2 separate regions of the Zea mays genome follow, and region 2 is linked to region 1. The links are chromatin contacts, called in public Hi-C maps. All regions are on one chromosome and are shown on one strand. Each heading gives the region's core, a stretch centred on a gene start, on an enhancer-like site or on the middle of the called end of the contact. The rest is flanking DNA. Distances are from core to core; before and after follow the strand shown.

Region 1 (4,011 bases), core at 492-2,991:
GTGTACAAGGTGTCAATATATTTGCTTATGATTAAGCATTATATATTTACTCTTTAGAAATTATTTGTGCGATTCCATTTCAATCTATTTGGGTAGACATATTTATATCGTTCTGTATCTATGTTTAATCATAGATTTTGCCGTCACTATTGTACTCACGTCGCTCGTCGCCAGGGCCCTAAGTCCATTGGAGGGTCGCAATTTGTGTTCCGTGGCATCGCATGGGCACATTCCTAGTGCATCATATAAGGTGATAAAGATTTAAAACAGCAAGAAGGTGGCAAATGCACCGGGGCTTGCCTGGATAACACTAGGTTAGTGTTGTTAGACGTCGATCACTTGATGACCATCCTTTGTCTTGGAACTTATTCAGTCTGCCCTTCACGTTGGTCCGACTGACGACATCGTTTTGCGGAGATGTCCAATCTCTGCATGATCCTGGGGTCGACTTGGGTTGTCTTCCGCATCACGTGATTAATTAACGTACCTGAATGATATGCATAATGCACATGTATGCACATAAGGAGGAATATCAAGACTAAATGTCTACATAACACTAAGTACCATATCTACATTATTTTAACTTAGCTGGATTCAATTTTAACAGAAACAAACTAATTGATATTATTCGCTTTCACTCATTTTGGTAATGCTAGATATTTATCTAGGGCACTTAATCGGTTTCTAACGAAGAGTATCATGACTACTCAAACGTAACACTAACTGCAGTAAATAAAATCCATCGAAAGCAACATTAATAACATTCACCAGCCACACGTTTGAATTTATTAATTTACTTTTCATATTACTAATTTCACCTTACACCGCATCGCTAAGACCAATCCGATATATGTATATTCCAAACCTAGGATTTACCACATGATACAATTAATAAGGCTAATCATCAATGTACCATAAAACTGAATTAGCATAACAACACTAATAGAATGCCCACTAGCCGATCAAACACTATTCCTATTTTACATGTCAACAATTAATCAAACATCTCAGGTTTGACTACCAAAATATCCTACAAAATCAACAATGACAACCTTATCGGATAATCGTTTGGAATACTAAATCAATTCCTCACGCTACTAATTCTCCTCACTCCTCAGCAAAGAGCCAATTTAAACCTATTCGACATATGCATCCACCACATACTACCTGCGACGCATTTTAATAATCATTTAATATAACCACACGCACTTGTGCAACTAACAAAAGAATTCGTCGCGAGTCGCGACCAACATACAAACTCGATCTACTTCATGAGTCGGCTAGCGGGAGTAGTGAAATAGTTCACCACACCATAAACGACTCGGATCTGCGAAATTGACGATAAATCCTAGCGCAAACATTTTATTAGATATTTGGCAAGCGTTGAACTATGATTTCTTTTCCACACAAAACCCTAGGATTTCTTTCTTTAATCAGGCACCCAAACTCACGACATCGACTAATTCACAGGTACGCAGGGAACAGGGGCGACCACGAGTCAATGATAGTTGACCAAACTTTACATTAGCTCGAGTTGTTGGCGTATGTTGCGGCACGGAAGCAGTAGCGTGCGCACAAAGGCAGTGAATGTGGCGAAGGCCAGGCTTGGACATTTCATTGAGCGCCAGGGCGTTGGGGAGTTCGGTTTCGGATCTGGGCGATAGCGCAGTCCGAGATGGTTATGACTAGGAACCGCGTAGCAGGACGAGGTCAAACGGAGACCAGAGCTGGCTCACGGCAAAGTTGGAGTCGACGACCGGCGACAAAGGAAATAGGGGCACGCTTGTCCGGCAGCTACAGCCCATGCCAGACCAAGCAGGGAAAGTCTCCCGGTGCCCAACACGCGAGGAGCAGGGATGACACGAGGAAAAAATTCAGCGCCATGGCGAACTAGAGACCGACGGTGGGGTTGAAGCCGGATAGAGGACTGATGGTGCTGGGGCAAGGAGAACCGGCGAGCAGAGGAGCGCGCGCAGGGAACTCTAGGCCGGACGAGTGCAAGGAGCAGGGAGCTGGGCGACCAAGCGCCATTGGGGATGGGGCGTGCGCATCCCTGCGACTAGAGGGAGAGTCGCGGCCACAGGGACGCGAGCACAGGGGCGCCAGGGGGAAGACGCCATGGGGGAGCTCGACCAGGGGCGCGGTGCTTCAGGAAAAAATCCAGGGCGGTGGAGGATGGCGAGAGTCCGGCAAGCTGACGGCACAGAGGAAGACGTCGGCCACCGGAAATCAAAGAGCGGCGCAGTCCGAGCTGGGAGGCCGCGGTGCCATGGATTTGAGGAGCAGAGAAGGCACTGGCAGAGAGGAGAAGGGGAAAGATGAAGCCAAGGGGCTGCGCAGCGGCCAGGCGAACGACGCAAGGAGGAAGAGGAGGGAGAGAGAAGCAAGGGGGTGCGCGTCCATGGAGATGGCGGCCAGGAGAGTGAGCAGAGGGACGCCGCGATGGAGCTTGAGCAGAGGAAAACTGCATGCGTGGAAGATAAGGCTTCAGAGAACGGCGACGCGCAGGGGAAAAATCAAGGCGCAGTTGGAATAATCTGAGCACGGCTGAAGAAAATCAAGCGAGCGGATAAGGCTGCTGGTCGTACGCGGTGGGAGGATAGAACTGGGGCGGCGCTGATAAAAATCTAGGGGAGAAAAATCTCAGTGGGAGCAGCGGTGAAAATATTTGAGGAAAATATTTTTTTACTTTTCCATCCTTTTCTTTAAAGGGAGCACACAGATAATTTATTTCTCCGATTGAGTTTGCACGAGATGTAAATCGGACGAAACAAAAGATACCAGACAAACCGGTATAGACTACGTTTGATTTAATTTAAAGTCGGATAATTTACAGGAGGAATAAATCTTAACTATGAATCTTCAAACGCGATTTCTTAGCTAACGAGCAGAGACGTAATTATTTTGCACCAAAAACTCAAGTTGTCGAGTTCGGCTTCGGTATTCAAGACTGTATTTAGTCCCATCTAATTTTACGATTCTCATCAGCTGTCGATCATTCGCTTTAACATCAAGGATCACATGTTGAGAAAAACAATTTAATTAATGCGTTGGCGAATTATTCTTTTCGGACAGCGTGGGGCTCCAAATTTTGTATAAGATCAGAAGTTTTCTGATTTTCGCATTCACTTACGCGCATGATCCGAACATTTCCAAATTCACCAGCAAACGAAGATTCGATAATCCAAAAGTTTCTCGACCCCCTTTTAATTGCTTAGATTATGGAAATAAATATGACACCAAACTCGAACTTTTGCGAGATAATTAAAATTTAGTGTCCATTTTATTCATCGCTATCACGTGTTAAGATCCGCACTCGTGATCGAGCAGACGATAAACATCTGGGGTGTTACAGGCGCACCTGACCCTACTGTTGCCTGCATTTCGGCATGCGTAATGTCGTGAACTCGATGAAGAAGAAACATCATGTGTAGTCGTGGGTATGGAAAGAGGAGAAACCATAGGAAAAGGATACGGTTAGGCCTACCTGCATGCATCACGATCCGTAAAACCGCCATGGGCCCCACGGCATGCACGCAGCTCCGAATCTACCGCACGCAGCCCAATTTCTTTTGGGAGAATCCATGAAATAGCAATTGTTTGAGATGGCGTTCACAAAATAGCATCCGATTTCAAGTAATTCATAGAATAGCACTTGTTTTACCAAATTAATTCAGAAAACAACACTCTATCTATATTTTGCATTCTTTTATTGCTTACCTCACATACAAATGGACCAAATTACCCCTATTTATCACAACCTCCTTTTTTATCTCTTATGTCCATAAGAACAACATAAATAGATAAAATATATGACCTCTATTTTTATAGTGTTAAACATACAAATAGACACATATGTTTTATGAACGAAGAAGTCTATATTTAACTATTAAATTTAGAACCAGGTATCTTCGGTCGTCGAACTTTTAAAATTAGACATATTTGGTCCATTAAAAGGTGTTAGACTGTACTTCCTATGTTCTTTTTTATTTGATACGGTTGTTTTTTTTT
Region 2 (4,172 bases), core at 567-3,066, 200 kb before region 1:
CTGATGCATCAAATCATGAACTGGTATGAGTGAAAATGAATATCAACAATCCATTTCTTTTGTGTGTGCTACGGTTGGTCATATCCAGAAACATTGAAAACAGCGAGTCAATGGCACACCATAGTCAAAGTTAGGTGCTAGTACAATATCCGAGATACAACATGAATCTCACATAACTGGAAAACTGATGTGAAAGCATACACTCTAATATATGGCCATTGCATTTGGCAGAGAAGAGCAAAAAGTAATGGATCGAAAAGCAGAAGAGACTCTAAATACAAAAATAATGCAATCACCAAGAAGCGCCCCATGTTGGCACAGCAGCACTAATTTTAAAGCAAAAGGTTCTAGAATAAATAACTATACTACCGAGCAAGGATTGACATGAATGAAACTAAAAGAATCACAAAATATTTCCACCAGTCTACTACACATTTTTCCATATATATAAACAAATGTTAAGAACATTGTAAGTGTCACAGTACCCAAAATCACAAGAGGTGCTAGGCATGTTAAAGGGTGCTACCATCACCCTTACAGAATGTGCTAGGCATACTACAACCATACACATTGCAACGCGGAATATGGTAGCAAGAGCATCTTAGTACAAACCAGAAATATACCTTATCCTCAGGTTCCTTTTCTTCTTCTTCATTCTCCGCGCCCTCCTTGTCCTTCTCAACCTCAGACTGTGGTGCATCTTCAGGTTTCTTCTCATCCTCCACCACGGCAGTAGTCTCCTCAGGATTAACAGCATCCACAGTGTCCCTATATGCCACACACACCAAAAGGTCAAAACTCTACATCTCCATCGTAGTAACTTGAGTGGTTCATCAAACCACATATTGAAGACTGAATAGCGACAATCTTAACTGTTCAAGGCCTTCATCAGTTGCAGTTCCCCAATTTCCACGCCCAGCCCCTTCACGCTTCATCCCGTAGCCACGGCCTGTGCCGCTGTGGCGCTCATATGCCCGGCGAGGACGTCCAAACTCATTCCCAGCCTGCCCATCGCTGTACCCACCACGTCGCCCACCTCCACGGTAAGGCTGGCGGGGCCCACGGCCCCTCTCTGCCTGCCTACCCTCACCATTTTCACCGCGAGCAACTCCACCGTCCCCAAAACCGCCGCCGCCGCCACCATACCCCCCCTCAAAGCCGTGGGCATCAGCATCGCCAAAATCTCGCCTCGGGCCAGTCCTGCCACCGCGGCCGCCTCTTCCACGTCCTGGACCATCGCGCGGTGGAGCACCATAGTTCCTTTCCTCCCTCACTATAATCACAAAAGGGCGTGATATCACCATCGGCGAATACGAATACTAATAATACGGGGCAACAGAAGAGTGAAATTTCAAAATAATACTCAAAAACTCCGAGGTCGAGACGGCACCACAGGATCTCAAAATCGGATAATTCCAACCTCGACATCGGAAGCGTATCGCTATAGGCTCACCAGGTTGCGCGGGCGGCGGAGGCTTGGTGGGCAACTTGGCCGGCGCGGGCGCGGGCTTAGGCACCGCGGCCGCCTTCTTCTCGGCAGCTGCGAGGAGGTGGGCAGGGTCGTCGTTCTCGACGTCTCCAAGTAGATCGAATTGGTTACTCGATGCCATTTCCGCTCGGCGCTTGCTCTAATCCCAGCCTGCGGTACTAATCCCCCCAGTCTCAATCGAAGCCTAGCACGCCATGGGATGGGCGCGGGTGCTCTAGGGTTTGGGCTCGGGAGGCAGCAAAACCCTAGCCGCCAACGAGTTTCGCTTGGTGAGGCGCTGAGGCGGTCTGCAATGTGCAGGTGACACTACTGTACGGCCACTGCGTCGCCTTCCGCTTTTCAGAGGACGGGCTCATTAGTTTATCATTTCCATTTGCCAAATGACGGAAAGGGGTTCAGCCAGTTTGAGGCCTAGCGTTTGTGTAGGGGGCACTTTTGTCATTTGAGTTGGTGTGCTAATCGCTCCCCTGCCCGAGAAGCGGCGGGTCGGGCTCGGGATCTGTGGGCCTAGGCTAAAGCGTGGATATGTGGACCTTTGTGGTGTTCTTGGGCGTATGCTGGTTTTTGTTGGGCCTTTTCATACTGAATGAGAAAAATGAGCCCAATAAACGAGAGAACTGTACCGGCAAACATGTACGTGCGTTGTGAGTAAAGAAAAACCATCTAAACGTTTGCGAAAAAAACAAAAACTAGAATCATAAACACTATTTATATTTTTACCCTTTTACAAAAAAAAAAAAACAAATCGAAAACCAGATCTAATTTTGGCATGACTATGTCAAAGCATCTCCAAGAGAGGACTTAAGTCGGGTCCTATATTCAAATATAGGAGTTAAGATCTTAAAATAGCTTTCAAAAAAGTTGTTATTTTATAAATTTCTATCAAATGAATATAGCACCCGAAGTCACAGTTGCTAAATATAGCACCCAGTCAGGAGACCTATTCATGTGCGTCTAATCTCACGGAGTTAACTACCACGTGGGTTTAGGAGTGGGTTTATGAGTTGTTGTTGGAGTTCATAAAAATTGTTGATCCAAGTTAACTTAAATCAGGTCCAATTTAGCTTTTGAGGCCCTAATTATAGGAGTTCCTCTTCGAGATGTTCTCATGTAAAATATAAGCTAAAAAAAATACCCTATTGAGGACAAAATATTTTTGATACCTTTTTTCCCTTTCGGTTATAAAGCACTAAATATTTTTTTAGGATAATATAATCTGGGACGATGGGACTATTCTATCTACAAGGATAAAAAAGAGAGAAGGATATGTATGAGAGCATAATAATCAGTTTTTTATTTACACGCCGAGAAATATTGGATTAGACAAAGCTGAGACTATCGAAGATCTCGCAGGCCATGTACCTGAAGCCAGAGTTGGTGCATGAGACTGTTTTCATTTTCTAGCTAGTGACCGACCAATTAGGCATCTTAGTTGTCCCAAATCTCTTGATGCTTGCTGAAGAAAAGCAGATGGACAGCAGGGCCCACGGACCTAAACAAAATGAGCTTGGCATGTCCATCAATGAATTCAAGCGGTCGTTGTTCATCATGCTTCATGCCTATCAGAATTCAGAAGAGATCTATGTCACACTCTGCTGAGGGTACCTTTAGATACAGGCAACCTATCAACCCCTCTACCTTCACTACTAGTTTCTACTACTATCTATTAAGTCAATAGTGTAGACCGCGACACTACCATAACTTCACCCTCCTCAGACCCCACCGGCATATATGTGGCCTGTCGCGGCCTCTATTGGTCATTCCGGCCTCGAGGCCCAAGCATGGCGTTCTTGCATCGGAGGCCAAAGCCCAACACAACTAGCTTCAGTTCGGTACACCTGGTAGCACTATAGCTCAGCAACAATTAGCAATAGCGGCATGCATGTAGAAGTGGCAGTTGAGTTTAAGCGCAGAAACAACCCCAGCCCCGGCAGTGTGTAGTTGGCGGTAAGTCTCCCATGCAGCGCAATGGCTTTTAATTGCCTCTCACTTACAAGTACAGTTGTAGTATCTGTTCATGTACGCACACACTCACACCAAAACTCACCCCTACCGTACACAAGCAGACCATGACTCCACCCTCCCCAGGCCCACGCATGCTCGCCAACACCCGTGTCGCCTCCCGCACCCTCTACACGACACGCCCCAGCCAGCCTCCCGCTTCTCGCGTTCACGCGGATTGGTTCTCGCCAACAACTGTGTCCTTTTCTTCATCTTCATACTTTGCTAGCAAACCATGACCTCCGCGCCAGTCTTCACGCCATCCGCAACCTCCATGCCATGTCAATTGTCGCGTCCTACCCACCCACTCCACAACAGACTCCCACCCGCTTCTTATGCCGCCGGTACTCCACCTGTAAGGAGGAGGGTGCCTGCCTAGATAAGGTTGCATCGGCTTCTCCCGTAGCTACCACTGCGAATGGCGATTGATTTCCAATAATTGGTGGGAGCTTTCCTCACTAACCTAACCGGCCAACAACTCACGATCGAGGTTCTTCTTGGCTTGATTTCCTCCCGCAGAGGGCCTGAAAGCATCTAGGCCCCTAATTGGTTTTAGTGATTAATAACAACGTAATATTATATGTGACTAACGTGTGTTTTGCAGAGCAAATGGTAAGTTAGGTCGCATTACAAGAAGTTGTACTACAACGGTGAAAACAATCCCTGAGATGAGAACTTGAAG

The links. Hi-C and Micro-C count contacts between places; a contact is called where the count stands out from the background.
Region 2: a contact with region 1 is called in a Hi-C map of leaf, with 7 times the contacts expected there. The contact joins the promoter of LOC100282188 here to the enhancer-like site in region 1. A contact is called at or near these places in 2 of 25 Hi-C or Micro-C datasets (bundle sheath and leaf).

Annotation. Positions count from the first base shown.
Region 1 is chr8:78,808,316-78,812,326 of Zm-B73-REFERENCE-NAM-5.0, reverse strand. No RefSeq gene overlaps it. Among protein-coding and RNA genes, the nearest start is that of LOC109942000, 22 kb to the left of the region's middle. Within about 2 kb of position 1,741, at least 16 of the 20 cell types and tissues checked have an H3K27ac peak or open chromatin away from gene starts, as enhancers often do. A contact at or near this core is called in bundle sheath and leaf, where this site is marked.
Region 2 is chr8:79,012,547-79,016,718 of Zm-B73-REFERENCE-NAM-5.0, reverse strand. LOC100282188 (RGG repeats nuclear RNA binding protein) reads right to left here and starts at 1,816. Exons shown (of 6, transcript NM_001371832.1): 1 at 1,454-1,816; 2 at 874-1,273; 3 at 624-768. The coding sequence starts at 1,610.